Linked DNA regions of Mus musculus: regions 2, 3 and 4 are each linked to region 1. A link is a contact called in public HiChIP or PLAC-seq and promoter capture Hi-C data. All regions are on one chromosome and are shown on one strand. The core of a region is the stretch at or near the end of the contact, and the rest is flanking DNA. Distances in the headings are between cores, read along the strand shown.

Evidence for each region. Promoter capture Hi-C pulls out the DNA fragments that hold promoters and counts their contacts. HiChIP or PLAC-seq counts read pairs in DNA pulled down with a chosen protein or histone mark.
Region 2: a contact with region 1 is called in a promoter capture Hi-C map of pre-B cells. The contact joins the promoter of Sft2d2 here to the promoter of Mpzl1 in region 1. A contact is called at or near these places in 7 of 39 promoter capture datasets (the C10 cell line, cranial neural crest, erythroid cells and 3 more), 4 of 484 Hi-C or Micro-C datasets (B cells, the G1E-ER4 cell line and uterus), 4 of 115 datasets of contacts at active chromatin or transcription factors (embryonic stem cells, extraembryonic endoderm stem cells and memory CD8 T cells) and 1 of 9 other capture datasets (liver).
Region 3: a FOXA1 HiChIP or PLAC-seq map of pancreatic cancer cells shows a contact between it and region 1. The contact joins the enhancer-like site here to the promoter of Mpzl1 in region 1. A contact is called at or near these places in 2 of 39 promoter capture datasets (cranial neural crest and maxillary cranial neural crest), 1 of 484 Hi-C or Micro-C datasets (CD8 T cells) and 5 of 115 datasets of contacts at active chromatin or transcription factors (the SCID.adh cell line, embryonic limb bud, embryonic stem cells and 2 more).
Region 4: a contact with region 1 is called in an HNF4G HiChIP or PLAC-seq map of pancreatic cancer cells. The contact joins the promoter of Gpa33 here to the promoter of Mpzl1 in region 1. A contact is called at or near these places in 1 of 39 promoter capture datasets (pre-B cells), 1 of 484 Hi-C or Micro-C datasets (natural killer cells), 14 of 115 datasets of contacts at active chromatin or transcription factors (acute myeloid leukemia, bone marrow-derived macrophages, embryonic basal ganglia and 9 more) and 3 of 9 other capture datasets (embryonic stem cells, liver and macrophages).

The regions. Positions count from the first base shown.
Region 1 is chr1:165,633,143-165,635,842 of GRCm38.p6, reverse strand. Mpzl1 (myelin protein zero-like 1) reads left to right here and starts at 1,302. Exons shown (of 6, transcript NM_001083897.1): 1 at 1,302-1,540. The coding sequence starts at 1,450.
Region 2 is chr1:165,193,129-165,195,828 of GRCm38.p6, reverse strand. It overlaps Sft2d2 (SFT2 domain containing 2), which reads left to right and starts at 1,396. Exons shown (of 8, transcript NM_145512.4): 1 at 1,396-1,589. The coding sequence starts at 1,527.
Region 3 is chr1:166,042,560-166,045,259 of GRCm38.p6, reverse strand. It overlaps the pseudogene Gm7626. Among named protein-coding and RNA genes, the nearest start is that of Gm33224, 5.2 kb to the left of the region's middle. Within about 2 kb of position 1,324, at least 82 of the 459 cell types and tissues checked have an H3K27ac peak or open chromatin away from gene starts, as enhancers often do. A contact at or near this core is called in CD8 T cells, the SCID.adh cell line, memory CD8 T cells and 1 more, where this site is marked.
Region 4 is chr1:166,128,938-166,131,637 of GRCm38.p6, reverse strand. It overlaps Gpa33 (glycoprotein A33 (transmembrane)), which reads right to left and starts at 1,417. Exons shown (of 7, transcript NM_021610.2): 1 at 1,034-1,417. The coding sequence starts at 1,076.

The sequences.
Region 1 (2,700 bases), core at 53-2,552:
TGTGTGGCACAGGCTGCCTTAGAACTCCTGATGCAGCCTAGGCTGGCTGGCCTCAAACTTGAGACAGTCCTTCTTTCTCAGACTCCTCCACAGCTTGCCCTTTCTACTTTCCTGCTAAACTCTTGGTTATTAAAACTCCAATGTGTGCTCCTTGAAAGTAAAGTGCCACCGATGGGCAGGACCTGCTAACCGGAAGGCAAAATAGCTGCGATATGCATTCTTGGTTTTCTCCAATTGCCTAGTAATTAGGAACTTGCTCTACTGCAAGGTTAAGGGGCTAGGCCACTGGAAACATCGGAAGGACACTGTTAAGACTGGCTTTTGACAAAATCCTGAAAGGAGAGGCCGCGTTTTGGTCTACTGGACTACGCTCCGCCTATTATAGTCTTGTTCCTAAAACTTGTTTTCCTCCTCCAAACTCTCACTTGGATTTTCCCGTTCTTCGTTCACTCTAATCTGTTTTGTGTCTGGTCCCTCCTTTTTCCCCCTTTGAAGACCATTCTCAGAATCCTCCCTCTCTTTAGGGTTTGCTGGGTAACTAGTAGCAGCCGGCACTTTTCAGAATTGAAGTAAGGCACCGCCTCCGTCCTAACTTTTCATCTATAGGCCGAGGGACGTTGATATGCTAAACAAACAGTAAGTGCAGTCACTGGTTATCTAGGTGGCGGGAAAGAGTTCCAATTCCTATTCCTTTCCTGTCCTCTGAAAAGCCAAAAAAGGGCCTGCTCAGAGGTTAGGGCAAGATGGAGACTTCTCATGTTGCAACGCAAATGATCCAGTTCAGGCAAAGACAGATACTCGGCAAAGGTCAAAGAGATGGTGGGTCTTTTTCTATCTCGACCACTGAATGGAAGTCTTTCCTCACCTCTCTCTTCACTTCACTCCTCCCCTCCCCCACCCGGTCCCTAAATTAATTGCTTTTCTTTAGGTGAGTGAGGCCAGGAGTAACCAAGCAGATCCTAGTCGGAAATGATATCCGGACTTGGAAGAGACCGCGGGGAGGGACATTAAGAGAACTGTGGGACTGGCCCCTCAGAGAGGAGGGCAGCCTCTGGCGGCGGTGGGCCGGAGGGCAGCCCCACGACCAGCCACGCAGGCAGGCTCAAAGTAATGCGGCTGCAGAGGCACAGTACGCGGGCATGCTGCACAGATCACACCAAGGGCGGGGCCCGGAGGGCGGGGCCTTGCCCGAGGGGGCTGACAGGGAGTCGAGTTGTCCAATGGCTTCTTTCCCAGGTTGCCAGGAGGACCAATGAGCGAGCAGTGGGGCGGGCACAGGGGCTGGAGCTGGGCAGAAGGCTGGCGGTTGGCCACTGGGGCCGGGAGCGGGGAGCGGTGGCGTGGAGGTGTCCTCGCGCTCGCAGCCGCGATCCGGACAGAGCTGTGTGGTCTAAGGCAAGCCAGCCGACCGCAGCGGGAAGCCGGGCGGAACGGAGCGGCGGGAGCAGGATGGCAGAGGCCGTCGGAGCCGTGGCACTGATTGCGGCCCCGGCCCGCCGGCGCTGGCTGTGGTCGGTGCTAGCCGCGATGCTCGGGCTGTGTGAGTGATGCCGAGCCGGGGTCGGGCGGGGGCTCCGCGGCCGTGCGCGCGCTCGGGGCGCCTCGGAGGGGAGGGGGCGCGGCCTGCGAGCTCTGGGGCCTGGGCACGCCGCCCGGGGAGCGCGGCCGGGAGCCGAGGAACCTCTTTCTTTGGATCCCTTTGCGTAGAGGGCGAGGGGGGTGGGGCGGGGAGGGGTGAGGGAGCTCCCTACCTTGCAGCTCCCTGGGGACAGTCCCAGGAGCCCACTCACGCCCAGTCCCCTGCGGTCGCCTCCTGGCGATTCTGAGTTGCCCAGGACCTCCCGGGAGTCCGACTCTGGAATTGATGTTCTCCACCTTTGGGAGATGGCGGAAGATTGCAGGATTTTTCACCTGTGGGCCTTTGTTGGTTTATTTCCTTGTTTAAACCAGTGTTTTTCCTTTACCTGGTAAGATCTATTTCGAATGCGCTCAGATCAATTCTTAAGGCTCTATGATTGAAAACTCAGACTCTCATTTATTTCATCTCTGGGGTCTGTAAATCACAGAGGCGAAATTTACGTTACTTCTAGCCTAGAATGCAAAGGCTTGAAAGAATTCGGTCGAATTCGTATTAATGGTAAACATGGGCAAGATAGTTTGACAAGACGAACATTTACAAAGCATGCTTTTACTTTGATTTTAAAAGCCCCCCTCTCAGGCCCTTACCAAATAAACCAGGCTTAAGTTTTTGATAAAGGCTCCGGCTCGGTTTATATGACGTCTTGGACGAGTTGTTTTATGGGGCGTCTGAAGTAGTGTCTGCCCCAGGACTTTTTTTGTGTGTTGTTCAAAGTAAAGTACTTGTTTCTGTCTCAGAATTCAGCTAAGTAGTGGTTACCGAGAGGTCGAACTCCTAAGAAAACACGGAGGGGGTTCCTCCCACTCATTCTTTTGTTGTGTAAAATGTAATTTGTTCAAAATCCATTACTCAGTACTTTCTTTCGTGCAAAAGTTCTTAATGTAGTAGTCTCTCGAACCAGGAGTATAGGTGAGATTCTGTTGGATTTCCAGCTTTCATTTAAGCTCCTAGTTAATAGCTTGGAGGTGAAAATGGACAAGATTCTTTTTTTTTTTTTTTTTTTTTATGTATCAGATGGGATCTGTTTTGTTTTTGTTTTTGTTTTCCTGTTTCTCCTAAGG
Region 2 (2,700 bases), core at 147-2,646, 440 kb after region 1:
AACCCGAGAGTTCTACATCTTGATCTAAAGACAGCAGGAGACTATGTACCACAGTAGGCAGAGCTTGAGCATAGGAGCCGTCAAAGCATAGGAGACCTTCCCCCACAGTGACACACTTCCTCTAACAAGGCCACAACTACTCCAACAAGACCACACCTCCTAGTAGTACCATTCCCTATGGGCCAAGTGTTTACACATGAGCCTGTGGGGGCCAGTTCTATCACCTCACCACAGGTGGCTGGAAAAGCCATCAGGCTAGGAGAGAACAAGGACAGCTTCTACTAAATGCTATTTAAATTCCCCTCTGCTCCAGACCTGTCTATACAGTCATGCTTGCTTTCCACAGTCACGTTTGGAAGCCATTGTGCTCACTCTACAGAGGAAATCAGCTGGGGACCAGAAAGGCTAAGGAGCTTCTAGCTCAAGGCCTCCTAAGTGGCAAATGACAGAGCTAGAGTGGATCTTTCAGGACACAGCCTTTGCACTGTGCTCTGATGTTTGACGTCTTACAGAGAGGTGTAAGGACTCACTGGAAAATGTGGCAGGTAAGAGGAGTCCCTGCAGAGGCAGCAGCAGCTGGTCTTATGTTTTTATGTTTTTATACAAGTGAAGAAGGACGCTGGAGACCTCACATGAAAATATGTGGGAGGTAAAGTGACCTAGGGGGTGTTTCTGAAGTTCCTCTGTGGTCTCCTTTCCCTTTTTTGGGAAGCAGGGACAGTGGTGGAAACTGAACCCAAAGCCTTGCATATGCTAGGCAAGCATTCTCTCACTGAGCTACACCTTGGTCTCAGTGCCTTTTCTGAACTAGTTTAATCTTAACATAGGTGTTCCAGATATCTCTGGCCACCAGTGTGCAAGGTGAGCAAATTTCTGTCCTGTCTGGAAGAGCCCATGACTTCATATGGATTCTGCTTCATAGCCTCAGTAGTGCTGCAGACTGATTGAAGTAAAGCATTTACCAAACACGAAAATATTGATTCTTCTCACCACTTGCCATCTGTTCAGGTGTTGCCCAAGTCATATCTCCCGAGCCATTTCCCCTAGGGATGACGTAGGAATTGCTGCTTTTAAGAATACACAGGGTTGTACTGCTCCAGCCTGTTGCACACTGATTTGTTCTACTTAACGTGGGAAATATATATTTTTATAGATCTGCGGTGTACAACCACCAGCGGATTAACTTCAGCATCCATGGGTAAGTTTGCGAAAGGCCTGCGTTGTTCCAGGCCCTGGCACATGGTGGTGCTGGGCGCTGGAACGAATCCGTGAAGCCCGGGCGCGCAGCCAGCTTCCGGGTTAGGTATCGCCTGGCCGACTTCACCCCGACTCTCTCGGCCCCGCCCCGGGTGACCCCAAGGAGCTCGTTCAGGGGGCGTGGCTGGCGCGGGGCATGCCGGGCGGGCAGGTGGGCAGGTGCCTGGGCGGGGCGCGCCGTGGTTGGCAGCGGGCGGAGGGGCGGCGGCTGCGCACCCCGAAGAGTGGTAGGCGGAGCGAACGCCAAAGGCGGCGGTCGGGACCCTGACATGGACAAGCTGAAGAAAGTTCTGAGCGGCCAGGACACCGAGGACCGCAGCGGTCTGTCCGAGGTGCGTGCACCGGGGGAGTTGGCATTTCTTGGACAGCTGCCCTGCTGTCCTCCGGCCCGCCGCGCCGAGCTCTGCCGGGACACAGCCACAGGTGGCAGCGCGAGCTTTGTGGAAGGCGTGGCTCCCGAACCCTCTCCAACCTTCCCTCCGAAGGGCTTGAGGCTCTGAAGCAAGACCTCAGAAATCTGTGGAGTGGGAGTGTGGATCCCGGGGCCTCCTGGAATCCGGGCCCCGAGCCCCATCCCAGCCGGACCGGCCAGGGAGAGAGAGCCCTTTGGAGTTGGGCGAGGCCGGCGGCCTTCGTGGAAGGATCCACCGCCGGATCGCGGACTAGTTTAGGTTGTGGGGTGTGAGAGCCAGACCTTATGCGTTCTGCTTTGTAATTGTAAAACTCCGTGAACGCCTGATAACAGGGACTTACCAGGTCTCCGAATCTCCAGGGCTACTTTCTAAACTATAGATTCTCACCACGCTCGGAGACTGCCAGTGTGTTTGTTTTGTTAGTAGGGCTTTGATGGCTCTGAAACTTGACCACAAAAGTCCTGTGCTCCAGAGCCACTCAGAATGTCATATTTTGGGTGCTTTGGAAGTTTGTTTACATTTCCTTTCTTGATTGAAGACAGAATTACGTTTTACTTGATGTATCCTTAGCCCCGGTTTCCCCTTCTGAGAAAGAAGGGTGTTGAACGAGATGCAATAGCCCCTTTTCCTTGGAAATTGGAGTTCCTCTTTAGTGTTTACTTGACTTTCTTGTGGTTTCCCCAACATTCTGCGCTCACTTCTGTGGTTGATTTTGTTCTGAGTTTTGTCTTTGCAAAAAAACAAAACAAAACACAACTGCATCTCAAAGAGAATAAATTATTTTGAAGCCAAATACGAGTGACCATGGCCCCAGGACAGATTCAGGTTTCTGCAAACTCAGTGTTCCAACATGATAACAGTTTGATAAGTTCTTAGAGTAACAGAACAAATTAACAAATTAAGGTACTTTTCAGAAGCATTAGTGGAAGCGGTAAGCAGGCAGTTAGGGCAGTGTGGAGGAATCTCAGCTGTGGCTCCCAGAGGCTGCCTGATAGCATTCGAAAACCTTGTTAAGATAATAAATTCCAAG
Region 3 (2,700 bases), core at 75-2,574, 410 kb before region 1:
GATCCCCTGGATGTATACCTACGAGATGGATCGACTGACGCTGGATTGCAAGCATTTGGTTCCAGAGGAAAGCAAAGTCAGTGAATGGCAAGAAGAGAGGTCACTGCCCCTGGCTTGCTCAGGCCTAACAAGACTACTGAGAGAAGCCACCAAAATCTGCCCAAGCAGATGGCCCGTCCCTGGTGTGTCACGGTTTAGACTGTGCTGTGTTTCCTAGATTGTTAGACTCTGCTGTATTTCCGAGGCTGCATCCTCCCAAGGCCATTGGCCATGCACCTCATTAGAAGGCCAAGAGCAATGAATTTCATTCAAGCCTGTCCATCAGCCCATTCTGTGCCCCCTTTAACCTTCCTCAGCTGCATCCAAGAGTCCCTTCCAGGAAAATGACAGCTGGCTAGGGTCATGGAGGAGGCTGACCTGAACAACCCCCCACGCCCCCCAAATGGGACTTTTTCAGATCTTAGAGAGAAACCACCACAACCAAGAGAAGCCAAGGAGATGTAGCAACTAAACACAGCATGCTGGAACAGGGAGGGACCTGGGGCAGCAAAGGCTACGCTGGGAAAACAGGAAACCCAAAGAGATCGTGGGGAGAGTGTGGACTTTTATTAATAAAAATGTATTAGAACTGGGTCATTCATTGTGGCAAATGTAAAATGTCAACTAGAGGGGAAATTGGGCCGGCGTAGGGAAACTCAACAGTGCTTTCAGTTATTTCCTATCAATCTAAAAGATCCTGAAAGAAACCGTTTTAAAAAATGTGAAGTATTAATAGTGTAGATTAAAAAATGAAGACTTTTTTTCTGGGGAGGGCCACATTAAGGATGCTGTCACTGAAAAATGATATAGGTGCCAGCTAGATAGCTCAGTGGGTAGAAGTGTTTGCCACCAAGGCAGACGACCTTCGTCTGATCTCTGGGGCTCACACAAGCTTGCTCATGGTCTGAGTATGTAATCTCCCCACCCCCACCCCACCCCCTTACATATACACGAAGTAAATGTAATGTTTTGAGATTAAATTATATTTTATTTGTAAGAAGCAAGGTTGAGATGCTGTTTCAGTGATAATTTTCATTAATTCACTCACTGAACCATTCAACTGTGGGCGTTTGGTTTGTGTGTGCTTGGACCAGGGTTTTATGCTGAGAGTATGTGGGAGACAAAAGCTGCATCCTACAGGCAGGAAGCAGCTGGTGGCTGATGGCGAGCTGACTCACGAGCCCACAGTTGCCTTTGTTTTGTTTTGTTGTGCCAGGGAATGAAGCTGGGGCCTTGGACATGCTATGTACTAGGTAAACACTTGCTAAGTCACAAACCTATCCCACAAGCCTGACACAGTTACTGGGTGGGGGATGGGAGACATTAAACCCAGAGTGTAGTGATGACACAGAGGAGGAAACACCCTGCTACTGATTAATCAGTGCTGCACTGTGCAGTATCTTAAGTTGACAGTGTAAGGTTGAGAGTATAAACCTTGGAGTGGGACAATACTGATGATAAAAGTAACACAGAAGGGGCGGGGCGGAGCGCAGCCGCGCTAGCTAATTGAGCCTGAAGCAGCCGCGGGGATGGACGTGTTTCTTATGATCCCGCGCAAGACCACCATCTTTAAGAACATTAAGGAAGCTAGAGCACCCTGTTGGAACTGGAGCGCATCTCCTCGAGGGCATCCTCAAGCGGCCGCCAGAGGAGCAGCGACTTTACAAGGACGACCAGCTTCTTGATGATGGAAAAACTCCGAGTGTGGCTTCACTAGTTAGACAGCATGGCCACAGGCGCCAGCCACAGTGGACCTGGCCTTCCGAGCAGATGACACCTTCGAAGCTCCGCGCGTCAAGCCCTTCTCAGCCCTCCAGAGCTTCCAGATGTGATGAAGCCACAGGATTCTGGAGATGGTGCCAATGAGCGAGCTGTGCAGTGAGGGCCCCAGGTCCGCCCCTAGAGACCCATTCCCCCAATTAAAAAAAAAAAATTGGCTGTCTAAAAGAAATAAAAAGGGAACACAGTGCCAAGCTCAGGGTCAATTGGCTTCTAGTAGAATGAAGTCTTGTTGGGGAACAAGGACTACTGCATGCACGTGTGTCCATTGTTCTATCTAGTCTTCCCATACAGTCTAAGGAGCAGACACTGCCATCTTCTGCCGTTTTGGGGGTGAAGGTATGGGGATACTGACACTTTACTCATAGAAACCAGTTAACGTCAGGGCCAGGACAGAACCTAGCTCATCTCCAGAGTCTGTGCCTTGAACTTCTCTGAGTTCTCTGCCCTGAATGCCTCCTGAAGGTTGAGTATGAACCAGCAGGTGAAGTGGTCATAATAAGTCTTATTTGATAGGCTAGACCTCAGCAAATGTCCTTTCGATATAAGTTTGAGGTCAGAACTTGGTAAAATGAATTGATTAAGGGGCCCAGGAAAGGCAGCTCTAGTGCCTACACTACAGATTCTATACTGAACAGAGTTCAGTAGAAACCGTCTCACTGTATTTGGGTGTCTATGACAAAATACCCTAGGCTGGACACTTTCCTTCCACAGTTCTAGAGGCTGTGAGGTCCAAGAAGAGATTGCTGGTAGATCTGCCGTCTGTCGAGGGCTCTCTTTCTTTCTAGCTTTCTTCACATGGTGGAGAGCAGAGAGAAGAGGTGAGCCTTCTTAGATCTCTTCCTAGAAGGGCACGAATCCTTTTCCTGAAGGTTCCACTCT
Region 4 (2,700 bases), core at 168-2,667, 500 kb before region 1:
GTGTATTGAACAGTGTGCTAACCAAAGCCTCCTCGGGGCTCCTGAATTTCCTGTTCAGCTCTCACTTCCTCCCGGTGGTTCCCAGATCCTGGAAGCAAGCTGCTGGACAAAGACACTGAACTAGGGTCTCTGAACTAAACTCCTCTCAGCGTTCCTGACCCCCGGTATGCAGACACCCTCAGGCACCCTGCCCTTCTCCACACAACTGCTTTGCTATTTAACACTTAGTTTCTATTCCGCCGCAAACCCATCTGATGCTGCTTTGAGAGGTGGGAGGAGGGGTTCTCTGCCAGGCAGGGAACACAGGGAGCACCGGCCTGTGGAAGCCTGCTTTCCAGCTTGTGGCTCTATGCAGGATATCGAGGAAATTTTTTCCTCTTTAAGTTTCCTGTGGGTGACATAGGTGCTAACATGTTTATGGTCGTGTCTTTTTCTAATTTTAAAAAGACTGGAAAACCAAAACCAAAACCTAGATCAATGGTTCTCAACCTGTGGGTCGCCACCCCTTGGGAGATGGAATGGTTTACCCCCCCCCCCCCACAGGGTCCTTTAAGATCGTCAGAAAACACAGATATTTACATTACGAGTCATAACAGTAGCAAATTTGCAGTTATGAAACAACAATGACAATTTTAAGGTTAGGGGGTCACCACAACATGCAGAACTATATTAAAGGCTCAGCACATTAGAAAGGTTGAGAACCACTGCCCTAGGCAGTAAATCTATCTAGATCCACACCCTGGCGTTTTTGAGAGCAATCCTTAATTTCAAATACTGTGTCTAACCCTTTGAGTTTCTCATTTCAACAATGGACTGGGGGTTGTTTGGGAGCTAACGGAGACAAGGACTGTGTTGATTTAGGACCAGGCCTACAAACTGCCCCCACCAAACAGTAGAATGTATAGCTCTGCTCAGTGGGACAGAGCACTGCTGGGACCAGGGGAAGTGAGGGACACTAGGACTGCCTCTGCTTCAGCAGTCGGTCACACACCCCACCCATTCCCCAGAGCTGGCAGCAGAGGGGCGTACTCACTTGCACAGAACATCCACACCACAGATCCTGCCTTCCCCAACATGGTCTGGCTCCTTTCCCGACACAAGCCCAGTCTGGAACTGGCAGGGCACTGGACAGGTCTGGGCTGTCTGGTTAAAGCTATGGCCTCTGGCCTGGTTCAGCCTGTAGTCCCTGTGACTCTCCTCCAGCTCACCTGGGCCAGACTGGGCCCACATGCCCCACCCAGTCAACGGACTGGCAGGTGAGCTCACCTATGGGGTGAGGCCCCTGCTCCACCTACTCTATGAAAGGCCCCAACAAGAGTCTTCTTCCTTCCTGGAGCCAGCCATCTTCCTGCCTTCTCCCTCTTCAGCAGGAGTGCAAAGTCCTGTGCTTCTCAGAAGGTGTGGACCTCTCATAACTGATGGGATGTTGTTGCTGTGTAATAAAAAGGGAGCGAGCTCAGAAGTGAAAGCTAGTAAAAGCAGGGTGTTGCCCACACTTGCTGAGGCACATTAAGACCCGGCATTGTCTTTTTCTTTGCCCTTCCTCTCTTCTCTGACTCCCACACTGGGACAGAAATGTGGTCTCGGAGGACACAGGAAGTTCCTGTGTTCAGAATTGGTACCCGGCTTGGGAAAGTAGCAGATACACAAGAAACCAAGATGACAATGTATCTTAGTTCTTCCTCTCAGTTTCTAACACCATAGTCTTGTAACCTGGGAGCCCTGAAACCTCACAGTCCCAAAACAACTGAGATGTTTGTTACCTTCGAATAAATGTAAGAGGTGAACCGAAACACCTTTCATCCCAGCACTCAGGAGGCAGAGGCAGGCAGATCTCTGTGAGTTTGAGGTCAGCCTGGTCTGCAGAGTCAGTTTCAGTACAGCCAAGAATATCTATAGGAAATAGCTCTCCGGGAGAGCTATCTGATCAGGCTCTGCCATAGATACTCTACATTATAGAATATGTACAAATGATATTATGTCATTTAAATATTTTTATTTAATAAAATACCTTAGAGTTTTTTTGCATTCATACATACAGCACTACTATGTTCTGCTTAATAGGTAATGAATAATATCACACCACGTGTTACCTTTTCCAAGTTTGTTCATATTTCTACATAGTTATTGGTCTTGGGCTTCCTGGTTTCTAGAGTGTCTTTGTGTTCTTGGGAAACTCACTTTTGATAAAGTGATTACTATAAATGCTTTCCCAGGTGTTGCCTTGTATTACAAATTCCCTGTGTACAGTGATCTTTTCTAACTACCAGGTTTAGTTGGCTTACAAACTTATTGCTTTTCACCTGTTACACTTTGCTTAGTCACAGTTTAGCCTTCTCCTACTGTATATGATGATTTTCCAGTTTCTGGACACTGTCGTCAGGTTATCTTACTCAGGACAGACCCCCTGATGCTGGGTCTCTACTCTGGCTCTCTTGCTGACTCTGCAGCCCTTAAGAAATGAACGGACGTCCATCTGCTCCTTAAATTGTCCTGTAAGGTGTGCTAGGATTCACTCTTCAACGTCCCTTCCCTTTTAAGAGTTATCTTCCAGGGTGTGTAACCTCTGTTCTGTCTCTACTTAGACATCTAGCCGGCTGCGGCTCGTTCTTTCCTGCTGCAGGACTGTGCACTGTGCTCTCTCGGCAGCCCCTCCCCACTATTATACCCATTATATTTTATCCAGCTTATCCTTTAAAG